2 separate regions of the Zea mays genome follow, and region 2 is linked to region 1. Evidence: chromatin contacts called from public Hi-C data. All regions are on one chromosome and are shown on one strand. Each heading gives the region's core, a stretch centred on a gene start, on an enhancer-like site or on the middle of the called end of the contact. The rest is flanking DNA. Distances are from core to core; before and after follow the strand shown.

The links. Hi-C and Micro-C count contacts between places; a contact is called where the count stands out from the background.
Region 2: a contact with region 1 is called in a Hi-C map of leaf, with 2.7 times the contacts expected there. The contact joins the promoter of LOC100037799 here to the promoter of LOC100381532 in region 1. A contact is called at or near these places in 6 of 25 Hi-C or Micro-C datasets (bundle sheath, ear, endosperm and 2 more).

The regions. Positions count from the first base shown.
Region 1 is chr7:173,080,968-173,086,660 of Zm-B73-REFERENCE-NAM-5.0, forward strand. LOC100381532 reads left to right here and starts at 2,343. Exons shown (of 2, transcript XM_020541063.2): 1 at 2,343-3,343; 2 at 3,484-4,318. The coding sequence starts at 2,396. The coding sequence ends at 4,098.
Region 2 is chr7:173,287,915-173,293,607 of Zm-B73-REFERENCE-NAM-5.0, forward strand. It overlaps LOC100037799 (brittle stalk-2-like protein 6), which reads left to right and starts at 2,743. Exons shown (of 6, transcript NM_001112500.1): 1 at 2,743-3,019; 2 at 3,210-3,289; 3 at 3,393-3,855; 4 at 3,930-4,101; 5 at 4,253-4,536; 6 at 4,633-5,203. The coding sequence starts at 2,926. The coding sequence ends at 4,922. It overlaps LOC100037800 (brittle stalk-2-like protein 7), which reads right to left. Exons shown (of 6, transcript NM_001112501.1): 6 at 5,356-5,693. The coding sequence ends at 5,548.

The DNA of each region.
Region 1 (5,693 bases), core at 1,093-3,592:
CCTACACTTACTGTACACAAATGCTCATATGGACAGAAATATGTAGGTAGCACAAATTGTATCGCATGGTCATCTATCATATTTTTCTCCACGATGGTGAACAGATTATAAAATGAACATCTTGGATGTCATCTTATCTACAAAACATCTCTTGTGCAGTGCATCGATTGGCAATGTCTCTTGCATGAAAAGAGATTGTGGAAGTCACCAATTATTTTTCAAATTTACCCACTGCTTCTTAAACTGAAATACTGCTATCACAGGATGTGCTAGTGCTAGCAGCACCAAATCACCAACTGAGAGACCAAATCAGAGAAGATTAAAAATTTTGGGCGAGTAGAAAGATGCACTGTCGGAATCTCCTTTTGTGTTTCCAGAGCACATGTGCGCTTGCGTAGGTGGCCGTGCAGTGAGCCACTTCCCAAATACGGACGAAGGATACCTGGTGGTGGGCGCTGGGCGGCTTCTTCTCCGCCTCCGCCGTGGCAGATACAACCACACGACGGCGCGTCCGCGTCTCTGAACACAACATGTGCGGCCTGCAACGGTGTGAAGCTGATGGCCAGTGCCGGGCGCGTGACGCAGCGGGCACTGGGCAGGCCGAATGCGGAGCGGGACACGTGGCGGGTGGGCCGGATGCAGTGTGGGCCACGCCGACGTGGGTGGCAGGAGGATGCACATAGATTTGGGTGGTTGCGGGTATGTGTCGCTCAGCTGTGAGGGTGGAATCGATGGATACCTTATATACCTGGACTGCTCAAGTTCCCATGGCCACCATCTGCAGCAACTGAAGGCAAAGACAGCACCGGACGTGATGTACAGATGGGGTTGCAGTGGGAGGAGGAAGTGAGAGAGGGAGCGGCAGCAGCCATGGGCGGCGTGAAGCTCAGAAGAGGCCGCGACCGAGCAATTGAAGAGAGGCGGCGGCCGAGCCGTGGGAGGGAGAGGAGTCTGGAAGCATCGTAACTTTGGGTGTCGCTGAAGACGGGAGAGGACCGTCGGCTACCAGAGGTGTGAGTCTGAACGTTGGATGAGGATCGTACGACGGAGAAGAAAATCGCTGACGTGGACGCACCAGTGGCCAGATTTGCTCCCAGCTTTAATATATAGTAATTGGAAGATTTTTTTCCACAATCCAACTTATATTCGAAGTATGTCTTGCTTGCATGCATCACCGCATATCCGCTAGCATTATTTCATAGTGTTACGCTTGCCTTTCACTTTAGTCCTACCTAGCATTTGTATGTTGTAATGTAACTTATTACGCGCTAAAGTTTAGTCCATATTATATCGAATGTTTGATTATCAACTATAAGTATTAAATATAGACTAATTAAAAAACTAATTACATAGATTAGACTAAATGGCGAGATAAGTCTCTTTGTTTGATATTATTAGTCTGTCTATATATTTACTTAAACACTTTTTCTAGTGGTCAAATGCTGATTTTTATCTTCTCTTTAAGGAATAAAATATCCGCCGTTTTATTTGATTTTTTTCTGCATTAAGGTGACTCAGCTTTAAAGTATCTCCAAAGGACTCTTTATTTATTGACTCTCTATTTATAATCCCATAAAGATTACTTCCTCTGTTTCTTTTTAGTTGTCGCTGGATAGTGTAAAATTGCACTATCCAGCGACAACTAAAAAAAACATAGGGAGTATTATTCTATATATAGCATCTCACTCCAACAGACTATTTATCTAGTTTGACTAGTCAGGGTGGCTAGCCAAGTTTTGCTAGTTAGAGACAACGGAGATTCGAATAGATTGGCAAGTTAGATAGCTAATCTGATAGAGAGTTTTTTTTGCTGTTGAGTAGCAAAATTTTGGCTTGACGAGACATTTGACTAGTCTATTGAAAATGCTCTTACATGTTCATAGACTAATGGTAAAGAATCGTTGTCTGAAAATATTACTCTTTTCGGGTTTTTTTATTTGTCATCGATTAGTTCAAAAATAAAATAACGAGCCACAAATATTTAAGAACAGAGTTAGTACTATATTTCAGGCAATTGAAATATAGCAAGTCTATTGATTAAAGCAGAGGATCTTATCGGTTATTGCCCACACATAAATCATAATGCGTTTCACCCGGATAAAAAATCAAGGCATTTATATCAAAGGTAACATGCTAATGCGTCATTACTGTTGAAAAAGCAGGCTCTCGATCACGATTTGATTGATAATATAATGCAGTTATTAGGACTGCCAAATACCTACCTGCGATTTAAACTGCAAACAGTAAATTATTTGGCGTGCAGTTGCCAGATCAGCAGCCATTTTCACCGCACTCCCCCGTCCCTTTTAAAAGATCCCTCCCTCTCAACATTCCACACACACCAGCTCCACTGCATCAAAACCCCTCATCACCCTGCAGCCTGCACTCATCAGACATGGTGCTCACCATGGCCAGCGCCCAAGAGGACTCGCTCCTCCTGCTCCTCCTGCCGACCACCTCCCCACTGCCGACCCTCATGGCTGTGTTCATCCTAGCCGCCGTCCTCCTGTGGCTCTCCCCTGGCGGTCCTGCGTGGGCGCTCTCCCGCTGCCGCCGCCCGCCGCCCGGGCCAACGGGCGTGGTCACCGCGCTCTCCAGCCCCGTGGCGCACCGCACCCTGGCGGCGCTGTCCCACGCCGTAGACGGCGGCAAGGCACTGATGGCCTTCTCGGTCGGGCTGACCCGTCTCGTCGTGTCGAGCCAGCCCGATACGGCGCGCGAGATCCTCGCCAGCCCCGCGTTCGGCGACCGCCCCATCAAGGACGCGGCGCGCCACCTGCTCTTCCACCACGCCATGGGCTTCGCGCCCTCCGGAGACGCGCACTGGCGCGGGCTCCGCCGCCTCGCCGCCAACCACCTGTTCGGCCCGCGCCGCGTGGCGGGTGCCGCGCACCACCGCGCCTCCATCGGCGAGGCCATGGTCGCCGACGTCGCCGCTGCCATGGCGCGCCACGGCGAGGTCCCTCTCAAGCGCGTGCTGCATGTCGCGTCTCTCAACCACGTCATGGCCACCGTGTTTGGCAAGCGCTACGACATGGGCAGCCGAGAGGGCGCCGTTCTGGACGAGATGGTGGCCGAGGGCTACGACCTCCTGGGCACGTTCAACTGGGCTGACCACCTGCCATTGCTCAAGCATCTCGACCCCCAGGGCGTGCGCCGCCGGTGCAATAGGCTGGTCCAAAAGGTCGAATCGTTCGTTGGCAAGATCATCATGGAGCACAGGACGAGGCGCGCAAATGGAGGAGTCGTGGGCGATGAGTGCATGGGTGACTTCGTCGACGTCCTTCTTGGCCTCGAGGGAGAGGAGAAGCTGTCAGATGAGGACATGATCGCTGTTCTTTGGGTAACAACACAGATCGAGTTTAACTTTTTTTTTCCCGTTTAACTTGCCGCGTAAAATGCATGTCATTCCTTTCGCATCTTAAACGTTGCGTCGTTCATGGAAAAAAATGGTCGCATTGAATTTGCGGTCGTTTTGAACAGGAGATGATCTTCAGAGGCGCCGACACCGTGGCGATCTTGATGGAGTGGGTCATGGCGAGGATGGCGCTGCACCCGGACATCCAGGCGAAGGCCCAGGCGGAGCTGGACGGCGTCGTGGGCATCGGGCGCGGCGTGGCGGACGCCGACGTCGCCAGCCTACCCTACATCCAGTGCATCGTGAAGGAGACGCTGCGCATGCACCCGCCAGGCCCGCTCCTGTCGTGGGCGCGCCTCGCCGTCCACGACGCGCACGTCGGAGGCCACCTGGTCCCCGCCGGCACCACAGCCATGGTCAACATGTGGTCCATCGCGCACGACCCCGCCATCTGGGCCGAGCCGGAGAAGTTCCGCCCCGAGCGGTTCCAGGAGGAGGACGTGAGCGTCCTCGGGAGCGACCTCCGCCTGGCCCCCTTCGGCGCCGGGCGCCGCGCCTGCCCCGGCAAGATACTGGCCCTCGCCACCACCCACCTCTGGGTCGCCCAGCTTCTGCACAAGTTCGAGTGGGCCGCCGGCGGGGGCGTCGACCTGTCGGAGCGCCTGAGCATGTCGCTGGAGATGGCCACGCCGCTGGTGTGCAAGGCCGTACCCAGGGTTCAGGGCCAAGCGGCCTCCTAGCCTAGCCTCCATGCATGCCTGATGCCTGGATGCCGTAGCGAGAGTGGGAGACTGATGAGTGTATGCCGTTATGTTTGTGTGTCCATGCATGCATGCATGCCTCGGCTACTGTAGCTTCTGGCTTGCTTGTTGTGCATGTCCTGCGTCGAGACCTTGCGTAGTATGATGCAGTATAATTTTAATAATAATATTATTATTAAAGGTTAAAGTTTTGATAATACAGTATGATGCGCCATGTTGTTGTTGGTGGTTAGCTTCTCATTGGTTGATAGTGTATGGTACCACATCCGAACTTTTTTATTTGTCATTTGTTAGTGTAAAATTTAACTATACAACGACAAATAAATAACAATGGAGGGATCGAGTACCATCCATGGCTGCATGTCTGAATGCATATATGCATGCAAGAATGAATGGTGTGTGTTCCTAAACGCCATACTACGAAGAACTATCGTCCAACATTTGTATTGTGTGAGTCTTCCCAACTCGGTCGTTAATCGTGTTTCACGCTTTGTTGGTAGGGAAGATGAGAGAGACGCGAAAGTTGTGACCTTGCCACTAACTGAAACAAAGACGACGACGACGTCTCTGGCGGAAAAAAGGAAAGATCCAAATCCAAACGTTTTTGGTGTGCAGCTTGCAGTGCACCACCCTGAGGCACGTTACAGACGTACTACTACTCAGTAACTTGTGCCATGCATGCATGATCTCATCTCATCATTGGCGCGGTGCAACGCAGAGGTGTGGGCGGGACTGAGCTAGCGATCGAATGCATCGCAGAGATCTCCGGTCTCGCGGATGTCAGAGCGTCGCGTTGCGTTGGTCACGTCCTCGATCAGTCAGGTTCAGTCATCAGTCAGAAACTGAGCTGGTGCTCGTGGGTGGACCAGGACCAGGGGGTCAAGTTGGGTCAGTTCAGAGCATCGGACACTGACGAGATGAAGGTGAGTATGGCTGGGGGTTGCAGTGGTCGGATACTCGGCGGGAACGGGCGCCGGCCGCCGGACACGCCGGCATGGGCGAGCGTGGACGAGACATGCTCTTGCCCGCCTCCGTACTCGGCGCACGCTGCAGCTCGGCGGCGGCCTGTCGCGGATCGCTCCCGTCCCGTCCCATCCCAGAAACTTTTCCACTCGCCGGCAGGAAGTGCAGAGGATCATGATCGCTACACTGGGAACAGTGGAACACAACGGTGGGCGCCGCAGGAAGGCAACGCAAATGCTTCGTCGCGCCGCGTGGCACAGAAAAAGCCCGGGAGCTGATTGGTAGCAGTGCTACTCTGCTAGTTCACCTTCCGCCTGGTCGTGGTCGCCGACAAAACATCGTGGGCCGAATTCTACTACGGGCCTACTCCCTGGACTGCTAGTTTAGTTAACTCTGCAAGTAAGTTTATTTCCCAAAAAAAAAAATTTAATTGTTCATTTTATCTACCATGCTTGAGCTGATCGCTTTTTATATAAAATTTGTAGATATATTTAGGGGTGTTGGGGCTGCTCCGTTTTACAAATCTCAGATCCGTTTCCTAAATCAGTTATCAAACACTCTTAACTCTAACCAACTCTACTCTTGAAACCCCTAGTTCCACCAATTTAGTG
Region 2 (5,693 bases), core at 1,493-3,992, 210 kb after region 1:
GGCATCAGGCCATACCTAATATGATTCCTGTAACTTTGTGAGGATTTAGCAGATCCCAAAAAAAATGCATCTCACTCTCGTAGCAGCAACAAGTGGATTTGTGCATCCAACATAATCTACAATAGCGACGCTCGCAAAGAACTACACCGTAGACATCACTAACTTAGGCTGACTCTTGATCCATAATGTTGGGAAGAAGTTGGAGCAAACACATGTGAAAAGGTGAGTTCATGCTTGTGTTGGCTTATCATATTGAGTTTGACGTTCTAGTTCCATGCATGATGCGCACACTGTACCGGATCAACACGAGCATGAACTGATATGGACCGTGCTTGTGCATGCACCGGGCTTTATCGTGCTCGATACCGGGCCACCCAATGGGCCCGGCCTTCCTAGACGTCACTAGCTGGCCGGAACAATAGAATATCATCGCCTTTTAAACCGCCGAACTTGATCTACCGCAGCTTCCACAGCCTCAGAAATAGGGATGGCAGTGGGTAAGGTACCCAGTGGGCACACGAAGTCATACCCATACTCACTAGGAAAAAATTGACCTATACCCATACCCACTATACCCATCATAGGTACAAAATTACGTCATACACATACCCACCATGGGTAGCAGGTACCCATTGGGTATCCATACTCATTAACATTACGATAGACATGATCATTTGAATCGCAAAAATAAGTACCAGCATAACAAATGTATCGAACCCAACATAATTTTATCACAGGTTCAATAATATTAAACATTAAATGGCAACATCATGCCTTCAAATCACACAAAACATAGCATTGATTCTACAAAACTGTGGACAAAATCATGCCTTCAAATCTAATTGTTGAGACATATAAATCCAGACCTACGTGTCATATATTAGCAGGTTCCCCATCGGGTAGCGGGTATGGGACAACAGAGAACATACCCACGCCCACCATACCCGATGGGCATAACAAACGACCCAATAAAATACCCATGAGTATCAAAATCCGCCATACCCGTGCCCTAATAGGGTTTTTACCCATCGGGTTTCGGGTACCCATTGTCATCCTTACTCAGAAAGCCAGAGCTGAAAAGCCAGACTACTGTGCAAGCGAGGCTTCTAGACTGTTAGATCATGATTCAACTGTAGATATAGATGAGGTTTGTTAGGTTTTTTTAATAAACCTATGTGAGATGGTGGTGCGGAGATTGAAGTGTTAAATGTAGTATGCAGTTAGATTATAGTTTAAGAGACCTCGTTTACATCGTCGGCTGTACTGTAAATACTACTAGATTCGGATATCAGTCGCCACTCGCCCCGGGCCGCGATCCCTTGGGCCGAACCTCATTTCCTTCCAATTTCCACACCGGGGTCAGCGCGCGCAATGGCCCACTTGTCGCCCAAGCGACACGCGGGTCGCGGGCGCTCGACACAAGCGGACCTCAGGCGGCGGTAGCATAGCAGCAGCAGACCAACGCTGGCCGTGGAAATGGACCGCAGACAAGATGACTGACCGACTGGTTTCGTTGGTCACGGTAGCAAGCAGACGCTAGCTGTGACGTGACCAGTGGAATCAAACATGGGTGCGCAGCCAATGGAAAGAGTTCTTTCCGTGTGGCCTGGTCTGGTCATGTGGCCTCGCCGTCGCCGCGTAGAAATAGAATACTAGAATAGAATAGTGCGTGCAATCTCTCATACTGTTCCAGCTGCCGGGGCTCGCTCGACGGATATCACAGTGCGGCCGCCCGTCCGCCGGTTGACCGACCCCGCGCCACCGGTTTGTTGGTTGGTTGGCGGGTTTGCACTGACTGACTGGCACACCGGACGTGTTGCTCTGCGCGCCGCCTGCCTTGTTGCGCCCCCGGGTCAGGGTCACACCATCCAGCCCCGCCACCGGCTGCAAAGCTTGCCGTGCTCGTCTCGTCTACTACTCTTTTAGCTCCGCGACGCGGGACGACTGCGGTTGTCCGCGGCCGCTGCTTGCTGGATACTAGGTCTTAGCTGTTGCCTTGCCGTCACCAGGGACAGAAAGATTACGCGTACGTATCGGGCTCGAGAGGCCGGCACGAAAAGCGATTTTTGTCATCTAGTATGTAATAAGAACAAGTATAACAAGAGGCCATACAAGATTATAAAATGTTGAGGTGTACGAAATAGAGGAGGAGAGAGAAGAGAATCAGACGGTAAACTTGCGTTCGACTTAGACAAAAAAATCAAAAAGGTTTGTGAGAGAGATAAGTAGAGTTATGTATTAATACTGAAGAGCTAACTGATATATAAATAGGCTAAATAGCAAGCTACGTACAACGATACTTGCAGTCGTCTCTGTTATTAAACTTGCTCTAATTAATATAAAGAGATTGGAGTGAGCTAGCGGAGCACTGTGGGCTAGTCTGTGAGAACCTACCAACATGACAGTCAGACAGGGATGGCTCCTGTGAGCTAGTCGATCAAAAAAAAAAAAGAGTAAAACCTTAACCCGGAAGGAAGCAATCCAACTATCTACATCCACCATCTCCATCCAAAGGCCCGCAGTTCAGTTGAAACCGATGACGCAGCTGTCACTTGGCACTCCCCTACCCCTAGTATAGCAAAGCTCCGCATGATCCGATCCCATCGCATCCCACACGCGACACACCCGGCCGAAAGACCGCCCTGTCTCTTCCTGCATGCGTAAGTCTGCATCCCCGGTCAGTCAGACACGGCGCGCCCGCCAGAAACCTCACACCGCCATCGCCATCGCATAAACTAGGCGAGAAGAGAGAGGGGAAAGTTGCTTCTCTCTCTGACCCGCCCACTCCCTCCTTCCCTGCTCCGGTCGCACTCCGTAGTTCCTCCGCGCACTTACGTACAGCAGACAGACACGAGATCGAGTGGTACAGGGCCCGCCAGAAACCTCACGAGCTAGCTGGGTTCCTGCCGCGCCGCCGATCCACGCATGGCGCCGCCGCCGCTCCTGCCCGCGCGCTTCGTCGCCGCCTCCGTCGCGCTGCTCGCCGTCGCCTTCTCCTCCTCTCTAACGCGTCCGTCAGGTCAGACCAGTGCGCCGCGCGCACCTCCGCCTCCAAACCCTGCCATCTCCTGTCCTCGTCGGATGATTCTTGTGATGTTCAGATATATCTCCCTCGTATAATCTCAATCACACATAAAACAAAGCTTCCTTTCGTACCATACCATTACCATGAATGCTGCTGCATGAAACTTTTTTTTTTTTGCCTGCAGGTGCATACGATCCGCTCGATCCGAACGGGAACATAACAATCAAGTGGGACGTGATACAGTGGACTGCGGATGGCTATGTGGTGAGTGAACGGGTTAATTAATTCGCCACTATCTGACGACGGACACCTTCTGATCGAAACGCCCTGCTTCTTCGTTCCCCTCCCCTCCCATGCCCGTGCCCAGGCCGTCGTTTCGCTATACAACTACCAGCAGTACCGCCACATCCAGGCGCCGCCGGGGTGGAGGCTAGGCTGGGTGTGGGCGAAGAAGGAGGTGATCTGGGCGATGACCGGCGGCCAGGCCACCGAGCAGGGCGACTGCTCCAGGTTCAAGGCCAGCGTCCTCCCCCACTGCTGCAGGAGGGACCCGGAGGTGGTGGACCTGCTGCCCGGGACTCCCTACAACACGCAGACCGCCAACTGCTGCAGGGGAGGAGTGCTCGCCTCGTGGGCGCAGGACCCTAGCGACGCCGTCGCCTCGTTCCAGGTCAGCGTTGGGCAGGCTGGGTCCACCAACAGGACCGTCAAGGTGCCCAGGAACTTCACCCTGCTGGCGCCTGGTCCCGGGTACACCTGCGGAGCCGCCAAGCTTGTCAAGCCTACCAAGTTCATGTCTCAGGATGGCAGGAGATCAACTCAAGCGCACAGTACGTAAGATGATTAACCTCAAGCCTACCAAATTCATGCATTGACGATCGACTTGTTTAATTTCTTCGCGCAGTGACCTGGAACGTGACGTGCACGTACTCCCAGTTCCTTGCCCAGAGATCTCCAACCTGCTGTGTCTCGCTCTCGTCGTTCTACAACGACACCATTGTTAGCTGCCCAGCATGCTCCTGCGGCTGCCAGAACAACAACAGCAGTAGCACCGCCGCGCCAGGAAGCTGCGTAGAGTAAGTTTAATTTGCATCCACAGATCGAACTCAGCTTCGATCGACACAAACACACACACGCACGCACGCACGCACACCATTTTCATCATGTTCAGTTATGTGAATACTGCTGGACTCGATGCGTGTTGTCCGCCTGCCTGTCCTTGGACAGGGGTAGTAGAAGGTCGCCCTATCTGGCTTCCGTCGTCAACGATCCTAGCAAGAACAGCTTGGCGCCGCTAGTCCAGTGCACCTCACACATGTGCCCGGTAAGGGTGCACTGGCACGTCAAGGTCAGCTACAAGGAGTACTGGAGGGTGAAGATCACGGTCACCAACTTCAACTACCGGATGAACTACTCGCAGTGGAACCTGGTCGCGCAGCACCCCAACTTCGACAACCTCACCACCATTTTCAGCTTCAACTACAGACCTCTCAACCCCTACGGAGTGATCAGTGAGATCGAGCACCACCACCTGGTCCTGGACCTCGTTCGCCCCCACTGAAGAAATTCAATCTTTTCTTTCTCTTTTTTTTTCCGCGCGCGTGCAGACGACACGGCGATGCTATGGGGCATCAAGTACTACAACGATCTGCTCATGACGGCCGGGCCAGACGGGAACGTGCAGTCCGAGCTTCTGTTCCGGAAGGAGCCGTCCACGTTCACCTTCCACAAAGGATGGGCCTTCCCCAGGCGAGTCTACTTCAACGGAGACAACTGCGTGATGCCGCCGCCGGACGCCTACCCGTGGCTGCCCAACGCCGCCTCGCCGCGGCTGTCGCCTTCGCTTCTCCTCCCGCTCGTTGCGGCTGCTTGGACAGCATTCGCAGTCCTTTCGTGATGGGCCCATATGCGTAGGGAAGGCAAGGCAAGGCACACAATGTCCCATGACAAGTTCTGACCTGATTCAGCGTTGTTGCTTGCTGCTGATCATTAGTCGATCTGTTGCGAAGTTTTATTTGGTGTCTTGAATCTTGATTCAGGAACAGGTTCAGATGTGCATTCACGTACTACCAAGCATGTACATTCCCAATACTTGTAAATTTCTGCAAAGACTGACTGGCAAGTGACAGTAGAAATAATCTGTTTCTCTCTCCGCATCATGGAAAGTTTCGTGCTCAAATACCATCGGCAGTTTCACAAACAAGAAGGTTGTGGATGCATATCAACAGTTTGAGTACGCATACCAACAGTTTCCGGCCTTAATGGCATTTCAGTGATTCATAACCGCCCTCGTCACTAGAAGGGGTTGCACAATTTTATCTGACGAGAGATGCACATGTTAATTTTCCTTGCAAAATCATGGCTTGTCCATCTACACTGAAAGAAAAACATCCAAAGTTCCAAACCATTCCTGAAACCCAAACCGAGGTCTCTGGTCTCTCTATCTACAGAAGAAAGCAACGTCTTTTTTCCATTCCCCTGTGCCGGTCCTAGCACTAGGTCGATCGATGTCCCGTGTTTTCTCATGCCACGATCATGCCCAAGAGCACCACGACGGCCGCTGCCGCTGCGCCGCCCAGCGACGCCGCGGCTGTCGGCGGCGCGGAGTTGGGCAAGTAGGGGTAGGCGTCCGGCGGCGGCATCTGGCACTCGTCGCCGTTGAAGTAGA